Linked DNA regions of Xenopus tropicalis: region 1 is linked to region 2. A link is a contact called in public Hi-C data. All regions are on one chromosome and are shown on one strand. Each heading gives the region's core, a stretch centred on a gene start, on an enhancer-like site or on the middle of the called end of the contact. The rest is flanking DNA. Distances are from core to core; before and after follow the strand shown.

The links. Hi-C and Micro-C count contacts between places; a contact is called where the count stands out from the background.
Region 1: a contact with region 2 is called in a Hi-C map of neurula embryo, with 2.7 times the contacts expected there. The contact joins two enhancer-like sites. A contact is called at or near these places in 4 of 5 Hi-C or Micro-C datasets (brain, gastrula embryo, neurula embryo and 1 more).

The regions. Positions count from the first base shown.
Region 1 is chr1:68,321,167-68,326,248 of UCB_Xtro_10.0, reverse strand. No RefSeq gene overlaps it. Among named protein-coding and RNA genes, the nearest start is that of pitx2, 5.6 kb to the left of the region's middle. Within about 2 kb of position 2,463, at least 2 of the 11 cell types and tissues checked have an H3K27ac peak or open chromatin away from gene starts, as enhancers often do. A contact at or near this core is called in neurula embryo, where this site is marked.
Region 2 is chr1:68,047,311-68,052,298 of UCB_Xtro_10.0, reverse strand. No RefSeq gene overlaps it. Among named protein-coding and RNA genes, the nearest start is that of fam241a, 210 kb to the right of the region's middle. Within about 2 kb of position 3,573, at least 1 of the 11 cell types and tissues checked has an H3K27ac peak or open chromatin away from gene starts, as enhancers often do. A contact at or near this core is called in neurula embryo, where this site is marked.

The sequences.
Region 1 (5,082 bases), core at 1,214-3,713, 280 kb before region 2:
TTGCTATCGAAAGTAGAGTCAGTCTAGTTGATTTGTTCTGCTGGTTCTGACTCCTGAACCAATGCAGCAGAAGTGAGATGAGAAGGACAAATTCTGATCTATTGTTTCAAACGCCAACGTGAGTATTACACTGATGTTACACTAATGAAACAACAAATACTTCTTTTAATTGTAAGTACATGAACATATAAGTGTATTTTGATTCAATGCACATTGGAACTTTTTTTTTTAAATTACTCTCACTTTTATCATGCAAAATAATTGAATGCACAATGTATATATATCCCTGATTTATAAAATCATCTAATTCCCAAAGCCTTACAACCTTACCCATTGACAGTATACCAAAAAACCTTGCTATTCACTGACCAGCGGCTGGATTGCCAGCATTTAAATCTAAGTGCAAACCCTGGGCATTCTGCCATCTCACTGATTTCTCCCATTAATAGAATATTTAGTTAGAGATCTGGGCACATTTACTAAACCACCATAGCAGTTATTTGCTAGAGGAATCGCCCAGTGCTGGGCTACACACAGATGAACAGGGACTTATTAGTATTTCCTTGCCCTATGTATATTTGCCCAAAGCCACTGCACTCTACTATTTGCCAGTTATTGCAGTTAGATGCCCCTAAGGGATAAATAGCAGCCTTCCTGCAATTCTCTATGTTTCCCGATTCTGCTATTCACATTACTGCCCAGTGCCTTATGGAGAGCCATTAATTACCCATTCAGTCAATATTAAGCAAAAGACAATTCTTTTTACACGGGATTAAGCAGACATGAGATTGTTCCATTAGTATATTCCTGCTCACGGAGAGGCTCTCCTTGCACATCTCCTGTTCCCTGGAGTCATCAAGCAATTCTTGCATATATTATTGCACAAGGGAAAAAAGAAACCAAAATGCAAGTTTTTATCCACACATTTTTTTCAAAACAAATAAGGGTGAGCCCTTAGCCAGAAATAGGACATCTACTAACACCATCCCTTATATACACTGGCACCATAACGCATAAACAGAAAGCCATAGCCATACAGACATAGGAACAGATAGATGAGACAGAAGTCACATAGTATTGACACACACATATATGGAATTATATGTGAACATATGACTATGAATAATTTATTTCCACTTAAAAATGAGAAGTTTTTATTTTAAACAAACCAATTTCCCTCAGTGGAAATACTTTATTCTAAAATCATTTATTAATGCATGGAGGTATAATCTCAATTCTTTGTATATTTCGAATTAAGATTTTAAACTGTGGTTCACAGTGTCAAGGAGAATGGGTGGATATTGTAAGCAGAAGTGAAATAAATGTGCAGCAATATAGATGATACCACCACGTATACGGCAGCGAATAATTATATTTAAAAATGGGATTAAATGAAATGGCCCTTCTTTGTTGGCAGGAATTACATAACAGGGATTATTAAAGGATTATGAAGCAAAGTCAGAAGACCATTAACATAATCTCACATAGCCAAGATAACTACTATAAGGGCTCACTAACTGCTTCCTAAAAGCAGGTACAGCTGGCACGTCATACTTTCCAGGGCTGCTTTATGGTAAAATCGGATCTTCTATGGGGGTGTTTTTATCGCGTTACTATGATATTTTTGGTGAGCAAACCTTGTGTCAGTATAGCAGAACATTAAGTCAATGATGTACCTTTAATTTACATTAGATAATCTAGTATGTATAATTAATATTACAAATGTATGAGTTAATTTTCATTAACTGCCAGTCCATGTCTCTTGGCACTTTATGTGATTCAGGATAGAATGCTCAGATATCCCTCTGCTCCACATGTTGCCACCGGCCCCTACAGGGACCCCCTTGTAATAAGCCATTAACTCATTCGTCGCCACAGACATTGTACCCGAATTTACATTTAATAATGATCTTATTGGGTAGTCTCCTGTACCTCTCTTACTGTATATTTCTCTTGATTCCCTCCACAAGTAAGGATGGTGCCAAATAGTTTTACCATATGCCCATATGCCGTTAGTTTTCCACTAGGGTTGAACTACAACTGTCAGGACCCAGCTTTCCTAATTGTAAACATGCAGTATCTTTGGTAACAGGGTAAACTGCCCACATTGCAATTGTGGAAATGCTGGTAGCCGTAGTTCAACAGCAGATAACCAGAGACAATCAAACTGGCCCCATAACAAAAACTAAGAAGGTGCTAGATTGATTTGTTCCAATCGGTTGTCTTGCTTTCATTTTCCACTGCCTTTATGCATCAACAAATTTTATGAAAACGTAATAACTTCCATATCTCAGCAAGAAACCCCCCCAAAATGCTATCACAGGTTGGACATCACCAAACGATTGTATTCATTCTTGCCCTTCATTTGCCTGCCACTAGAGGGCGCTTAAAGATCATGGCTAAAGGCTCCACACCAGGCCCTTCCACTTATCAGTTTATCACAAAATGTAGTGCTGGTCGGGTCCCCGCACAAAGCGAGCTCACAGCTGTGGATTAGTAGTCGCATGAGGGTCAGTGCTACTGAAAGCAGTCCCTTCAGCGTGACCAACTTTTTAGCTGCAAGGTTTAAAGTGACGCAAAAGCTAAATGAGAGCGACTACACGAGTCTCTATAAATTCACTCTGCATTTAGTTTACATCAATTAATAGCATTTTAACTCTCTTAATTAGCCCTGTAAATACTTTGTTACACCCTAATCCTACACCCAACAATTCAAGACAAACGGAGTCCTTACCACCGGCGCTTTGATGATTCCTGCCAAACAGTTTGCCTGTCTCCTTGCGGCTGCCTTCTGTGGCATCTGTAGCAGGAAAATCCCCTTTCTTCATATCGGACTCCTTAGAGAAGAGACACTCTACTGCCGAGGGCTGCACTCCTGCAATCACACACAGGCACAACGTTACGGCCACAGCTCTCATTAGCAAGTGCTGATCTCCACCAGCTTTCTTTCTCCATGTAAGAATGACTGTGAGATCCTAACTATGCTCATTATTAAAAATGTTATATCATCATTATATTTACTGTTATTAAAAGAAAACAAACAGACGTTTTTCTCCGTTTCTATTTTTTTATTGTGGTGGACTTAGAGAATGTGATACAAATGTGCATCTCTGCTACTTAATCGCTAACCCTCTGGAGTTTCCCTAATCCCTACACAAAGGAATGGGCAGAAGCTCACCTAGTTGGACACAGGCTGTCACCAGCTTGCGGCAGTTGCTGTCCATCCTGTTACTGCCTGTTACCTGCGAGAGAAAAGAGGTACAAATTTAGAATTCCGTTGTATTCAACCACAGTCCTACAGACACCGATAACATGTCATTTTAATTATGTAATTCATTAATTGTTTTATAAACAGTTTTTGCGGAACCTGGCACCAAGACATACACACTAACAGGCAATTGGTGAAAAATATCAGCATAAATGTACAGATTTATTATTATCAGTGAGTGGACAACATAATGTTGTTCCTAAAATTCACCCGAAGTGCCACAATTTAAAATTATTATCAACATCATATTATCATTTTACTCAGCAAGCCTGCCATTCAAATGATGTTGACAAAATCTAATCAAATAACGAGAAAAATTAAAATTAATAACGTGACGTTTATTTATAAACTAAAAATAAATTGTTTTAACCTTAGATTAAGCCATCAGTGCATATACTCTAGATCTGTAGTGTACAAAACAAAAACAATGTTAACCCTTCTTTTTAATACAGTTATATACATGTTTTACATTTCATGGGTGGGTAATATAATGCTTTGTTTGAGCCCAGTGCGTTGTAGGGAACACGACTCCAGAGGCAACAATACTAATAATCTAAATTGCTAGTTCTGGATGACAGATTGAATCCGTCTTATTATAACGGTTTCCTCGCTTCTTTCTCCAGTGAAACATGTGAATAAGTTTAACAGATCAGTGTCACTCCTTGTTTTCTCTTCCTTTCCGTTAAAGTTAATTTTATGTAAGATGGTTGTGGAAGAAATCTATGCACCTTTACTATTATTTTTTTTAAAAAAGAACCATAATAAATTACAAGGAAATAGTACTTTTTAGTGAATTAGGCCCATTGTTTATATTTGTGCTATTTACCTTTTCCAGCAGACAAAAATTGGATAATGTAATGCAGGTTCAGATTATATCTCCGCTTAATCGCCAGATATAAATCAATTTTGTTTACCTAAATAGTGCGATTTGCAACTATAAAGAAAAGATTGGAATGGCGGAACAAAGGGACTAGAGGGGTGCGCTAAGTTCCTGTGGGGCGCAGAAGGGAGTCACCTGTAAATACATTGTGATATCACACATTTATTTCTGAAAGCTGGTGTGGTAGCAACAATATAAGAACACAAATAATGTACTATGAACCATAGTATGTTGTGTATCCTTGCTCCTTTCCTCATTATTAATTAATATAATTACCTTCAAGTAAGACGTTAGCTAATTATAGAAAGCCGTGTCACAACTACAACCCAGTGGATAACTGCGAAATTAGATTTTAATTAAGGAGAATTCGCATCCACTGTAATTCGACCCATTCCAAAATGATCATTTTCAAGTATTTGCTGTAGATTCTGTTGTTTGCAACAGAATAATGGGAATTTGTTGCGCTTATTAGCGCTTATTGAGAGCCCCCAGTCAGAGGAGCATTTATGTGATGCACAAACCAAGATCAGTCGAGCCAAATAATTATATTAACATGGCTGCTTTTTCTTTCAGTGCTGGCTTGATAGTTCTGTCTTCATTGTGATTAGGCCAATAATTGAGGTGCTGCCTAAATGGAGTGTGACAGGAGCAAGTGATTGAAGCAAGTGGAAAGTATTCTATGGCACAGGGACAGTTGCATCCCAGCTCACTCCCACCTCCTGCTCTGTTTACTCTTTTCTCCCATTTGCCTGTGTGTTGGTGCTGTTTCCTTTGCCCAGATCTGTGCCAGAGAGCAGGCGTTTGGCTGCCCCAGATCCGAGTGATTCTGCAGTAAAATCGCAGGATTAGTAGCTGATTGAGACGTCTGTCCGTAAGATATTACAAAATTCATTATCACAGCTCCCTACTAACTCGATATGAAGTAACACAGATG
Region 2 (4,988 bases), core at 2,324-4,823:
ATTGATAGGCTTGAATGCATAACACTACAACAGTACTGTACAACAAGCACTGGCAAAATTAAAAAAGACAACAGATGATCACATTATTATCCATTGATCCATCAATGATCCATTCTATTATCCATCTTATGCTATTAAAAGCATTTAAAGAATTGTAGTATATATTATATAGAGAGATACTAGGCACTATAGAAGTTCAAGCACATGTCCCCATGCAGTTGAGCCACAGATTCTATGGGTGGACTTCTTCTAAGGAACTGAAACATTAAATAAAGCATAATATTAATGATGAGGCATTTTTAACTAGGTATGGATCCAAAAGCTTAATTTTTTTTTTCCCAACTGGCTGCCATTACATATATTTCTATCAGGTATGACATCTAATATATTGTTCAGGTTATACGCTAATTTACTGCTCTAATATAATGCTACCGCCATTATAAATTCCTTTTTGTTAACAGTAATATTTTGCCAAATTTACACATACAATTTAAAACATTATTTACTTTTTCCATTTTAACTTTTCACTTTCTGTGTTTTTTATTGCCCTTTACTTACATGGTAATGGCAAATTTATGCAGATAATATTCAGTCCATGCCAATCAAATTCCATGTTTTGTGTTTTTCAGGCCATGACTTGGTGCTATCTCGGGTGTTAAGAAGTAAAAAGCAGGGAAGGTTTTTCCTACATCAAATGGTAATGAAATGCCTACTGTTTTAATTTTCACTCAAGGAATCATGGGAGATAACATGCAAATTACCCTTCATTCCACTGTAGAGAACTGTGCATCCAGCATCCAATCGCAGGTTTACTAGCAAAGATGCAGCATTAACAGTTAGAGTGAAGTATGTGCTACTTGATACAAACAACCTGCTTTGATCTTATTAATGCAAGATATTAGAACATGGCTGAGGAGAAGGGCTAGGTAGTCTAAAAGAAGTCAAATGCAATAAAAGCTTTGCTATAGACTGCATACCATTCCCTTAAGTGCATCACTCAAGAAATCACAGGAATCAAACAAATTACACCTTTATACCTATTCACACAACTATGCCTCCAGTATTGTTGGTTTACTAACAGCCTTAAAGGAGACATATCCTATAAAAATTATGAATGTACCAGTGAATTATACTCCTCTAGATATAGAAGGATTGCGCTTTAAAAAGTTGTGTTTCTGACTGATTTATTGAGAAATTCCACCAAAACCCCACTAGTCCCGCCCATCTGTTCCACTTCCTGCTGGCTGAATTCTCTGGATGAGCTGGGGAGCCGGTGGCCCTCCGTACACTGCACTGTAGGATAGGAACCAATCAGCAGCTAGGCTGACCTGATAGGGAACTGAAGCCTGTCTTTGCTTGTGTGAGTGCAGGGCTGTGATTGGCTATCCCCCTCCTACTGTGCTTCTGGCAGGGACCGTTAGGACACGCCCACTCTTCATTTCACACTGGATGGAGTGATACGATCCATAGGGAGCTCCAATAAAGGGGCCATTTTTACAGAGAGGATTATTTTAAGCCCAAAGTGAAACCAGCACCATATATTATTCACAATTGCCTACAAAATTAGCGTTTTTCCCATTTATCCAATATGTCTTCTGTAACAGTAAGGCTAATGGCACATGAGTCATTTTTTTCTGCTGGCATCTAAACACCTGCAGAGAAAAGCCAATTGGCTGCCTGCTGCTTGGTGAAAGTGTGGACCCTGATCAGCACCCAACTGGCCCATCAGCTCACACCCAGAGCCAATTTTCAATGACGAAATCCACAGGGATAGAACTCATAAAAACAAACTTGTGGATATATATATATATATATATATATAGTCTGTTTGGAAGATATTGGAACATGGCTAGGCCAATCTTTTTCTCCAGGGATGGATTTGCTGCGATTGTCAATTTTTAACATAAAACTGCTGCAAAAATTCAGCATAACAAAAAATGAGTGAGGAAAAGTTAGGTTGCATCAAAAAAGTTGTGGTCACGTCAAAAAAGTCACGCAGTAGCCACGTTTCGTGAATTTTTCACCATTTCACAAGTTTTTCAGCAGACAGATTCACTCATCACTAACCTTTTATTATTAAATATGACTAAAGTCATTACAATATGGCTTCTGAGAGAGTAACCCAACAGAAGTGTGAGTCCCATGCCTCCTCCTAATCGCATCACATTCTTTTTAACTTTATTTTAAATCTGAAGGAATCATAGGGGGAGACATGCAAACTCAGTTCAGTCTTCAGATGGTAAAAATAATAATGAGCAAATTTTTTCGCCAGGCATGGATTTGCAGCAGATTTCCGCATTTCGCCATTGGCAAATTGCTTTGCAAAACTTTGTGAAACTTCGCCACGGAAAAATTCATTGTGCATCAAACAAAGACGCGGGCGACAAAAAAAAAAGAAGCGGGTGACAAAAAAAGACGCGAGCAACAAAAAAAAAAATTGTGCGACAAATACGTTTTGAGGATTTTTTGCTGTTTCGCAGATTTTATGGCAAAGTGAAATGGGACAGATTCGCTCATCACTAGTTAAAAAGCAAACATGGTCTACTTAGGTGACACTTTAAATCAATGCCACTAAGACGTTTCTTTTTACCCAGCACCTTCCCTTCACTTTGGTTTCCTGTTCCTGGCACCTCCACTCCTCTCCATGAGTGGAATCCAGAGGCCATACCACTATGAAGAGAACCCCAGACATACTCACAGGTGGGATTTACAACCACTAACTGCTGATGCCTACACTTGCATGATGAATACCTTTTATTGCTGATAAATCTGAAGAACACTACTCTCTGTCTAGAAGAACTATTTAAGGATGATGCCACACGTGGCGTTTTTACGCTGCGTTTTTTCTCAGCCTAAAAACGCCGCACAAGCCACACAGCCCCTGACTATGGCGTTTTTCAGCCTAGTACTGGTGACACAGCAAATCCTGTTTCCATGGTGCTAATAGTGCAAAATAGTAAAAAACGCAGCATATTTCAGCCAACGCTTGAAAAATCCGTGCTAAGGCGTTTTCTAGCGTATTTCCGCATTGTGTGGTTTGCTTCGAGTCTTTTCAAGTTATTTCTATGGATGATGATATCAGGCGTTTTTCAGCCGCTGAGAGAAATAGAAAATATGCAGCGTAAAAACGCCACGTGTGGCATCAGCCTAATGATTGTACACAGAACTCTATATGATACACCAGACTAGGTGAGGATGGTGGGAGTTTCTGTTCTGCTCAAACTAGAAAGGCCAGCTTGGACTTCATAAATGATCTGTGCAATATACAATTTATTTTATGACTTGATGAAATGAAAGACTTAGCTACTGTAACATGGAGTGGCAAGATCATACATCTAATTGTTTTCTACAAGTAATAAATAACTAAAGAGCGCTGAATCATTTGCTCTTTTTACTGAATACCGTACCGGCCTAATCAGGGTTTTTTCATCGTTCATTACACCCATTACATGTTTTGTAAGGCCAGTGCTCAAAGCTGATCTGTATCTTGCTCTGAACAACTGTTGCTGATTAGCCATAATTACCACTAATGAGGCCAACCTGCTTTTAGCAAGCTAATACAATCAGCTCGTTGAAGCGTCTGTGCTGTGGTAAGCACTCACAATCTGCTAGCCATTTACTTATTGTTACAGCCAGCAAATGTCTTCATGTGTGGGCCAAACCATGAGGTATGCTTAAAAAAACTTTATTTGTAAGCAGTGCAGTAGAAAATGAATGAAAGGAATCAATAGGAGAAAATCATTAAGCAATAAATTAGCTTCTGTTTTTCTCATTAACACTATGCAAGTACAGGTATGGGACCTGTTATCCAGAATGCCCAGGACCTGGGGTTTTCAGGACAGCTAAAAAAATAATTAAAATTAAACCCAATGGAATTGTTTTGCCTCCAATAAAGATTCTTGTAGCTTAGTTAGGATTATGTACAAGGTAGTGCTTCCTTATTACAAAGAAAAGGAAATCGGTTTAAAAAATTTAAATGATTTGAATTAAATGGAGTCTATTGGAGATGTATAATGGGAGATTGCAGATCCCATACCTGTACCATACTCATACCTGTACCATACCCATACCTGTACCATACCTATACCTGTACCATACCTATACCTGTACCATACCCATACCTGTACCATACCCATACCTGTACCATACCTATACCTGTACCATACCCATACCTGTACCATATCTATACCTGTACCATACCTATACCTGTACCATACCCATATCTGTACCATACCCATACCTGTACCATACCTATACCTGTACCATACCTATACCTGTACCATACCCATACCTGTACCATACCTATACCTGTACCATACCTATACCTGTACCATACCCATACCTGTACCATACCTATATCTGTACCATACCTATACCTGTACCATACCTATACCTGTACCATACCTATACCTGTACCATACCCATATCTGTACCATACCCATACCTGTACCATACCTATACCTGTACCATACCTATACCTGTACCATACCCATACCTGTACCATACCTATACCTGTACCATACCTATACCTGTACCATACCCATACCTGTACCATACCTATACCTGTACCATACCCATACCTGTACCATTTTTACAGTGTGGGGGTATAGCCCATTATTCAGGGATCCACCCTTCTGGACGGTAGCAGTGCATTTCCCTGTTTATTGGAGCAGATTTAGAGCTAACATGTGATAGTACAGGCAGAGTAAGGCATTTACCATATGGCAGTGATAGATTTGGTTGCTTCTTCAGTTGAAAACACCATCAGAGAAAAAAGCATATGTGCCATAGGTGTAATGGTTATAATGTGTGTTTTTACCAATGCAATCATCTCAGGGGAACCATAACAGACAATACTTTCTGCATATCTGAGCTATCTCCACCAGTCCTCATTTTCCTTAATCAATGCATTTGAAGTGCATCTGCAGACGAGGAAAAGCATTTTGACCTTTATGGTTCTCTCTAAGAGGCTTACAAAACCATGTGCA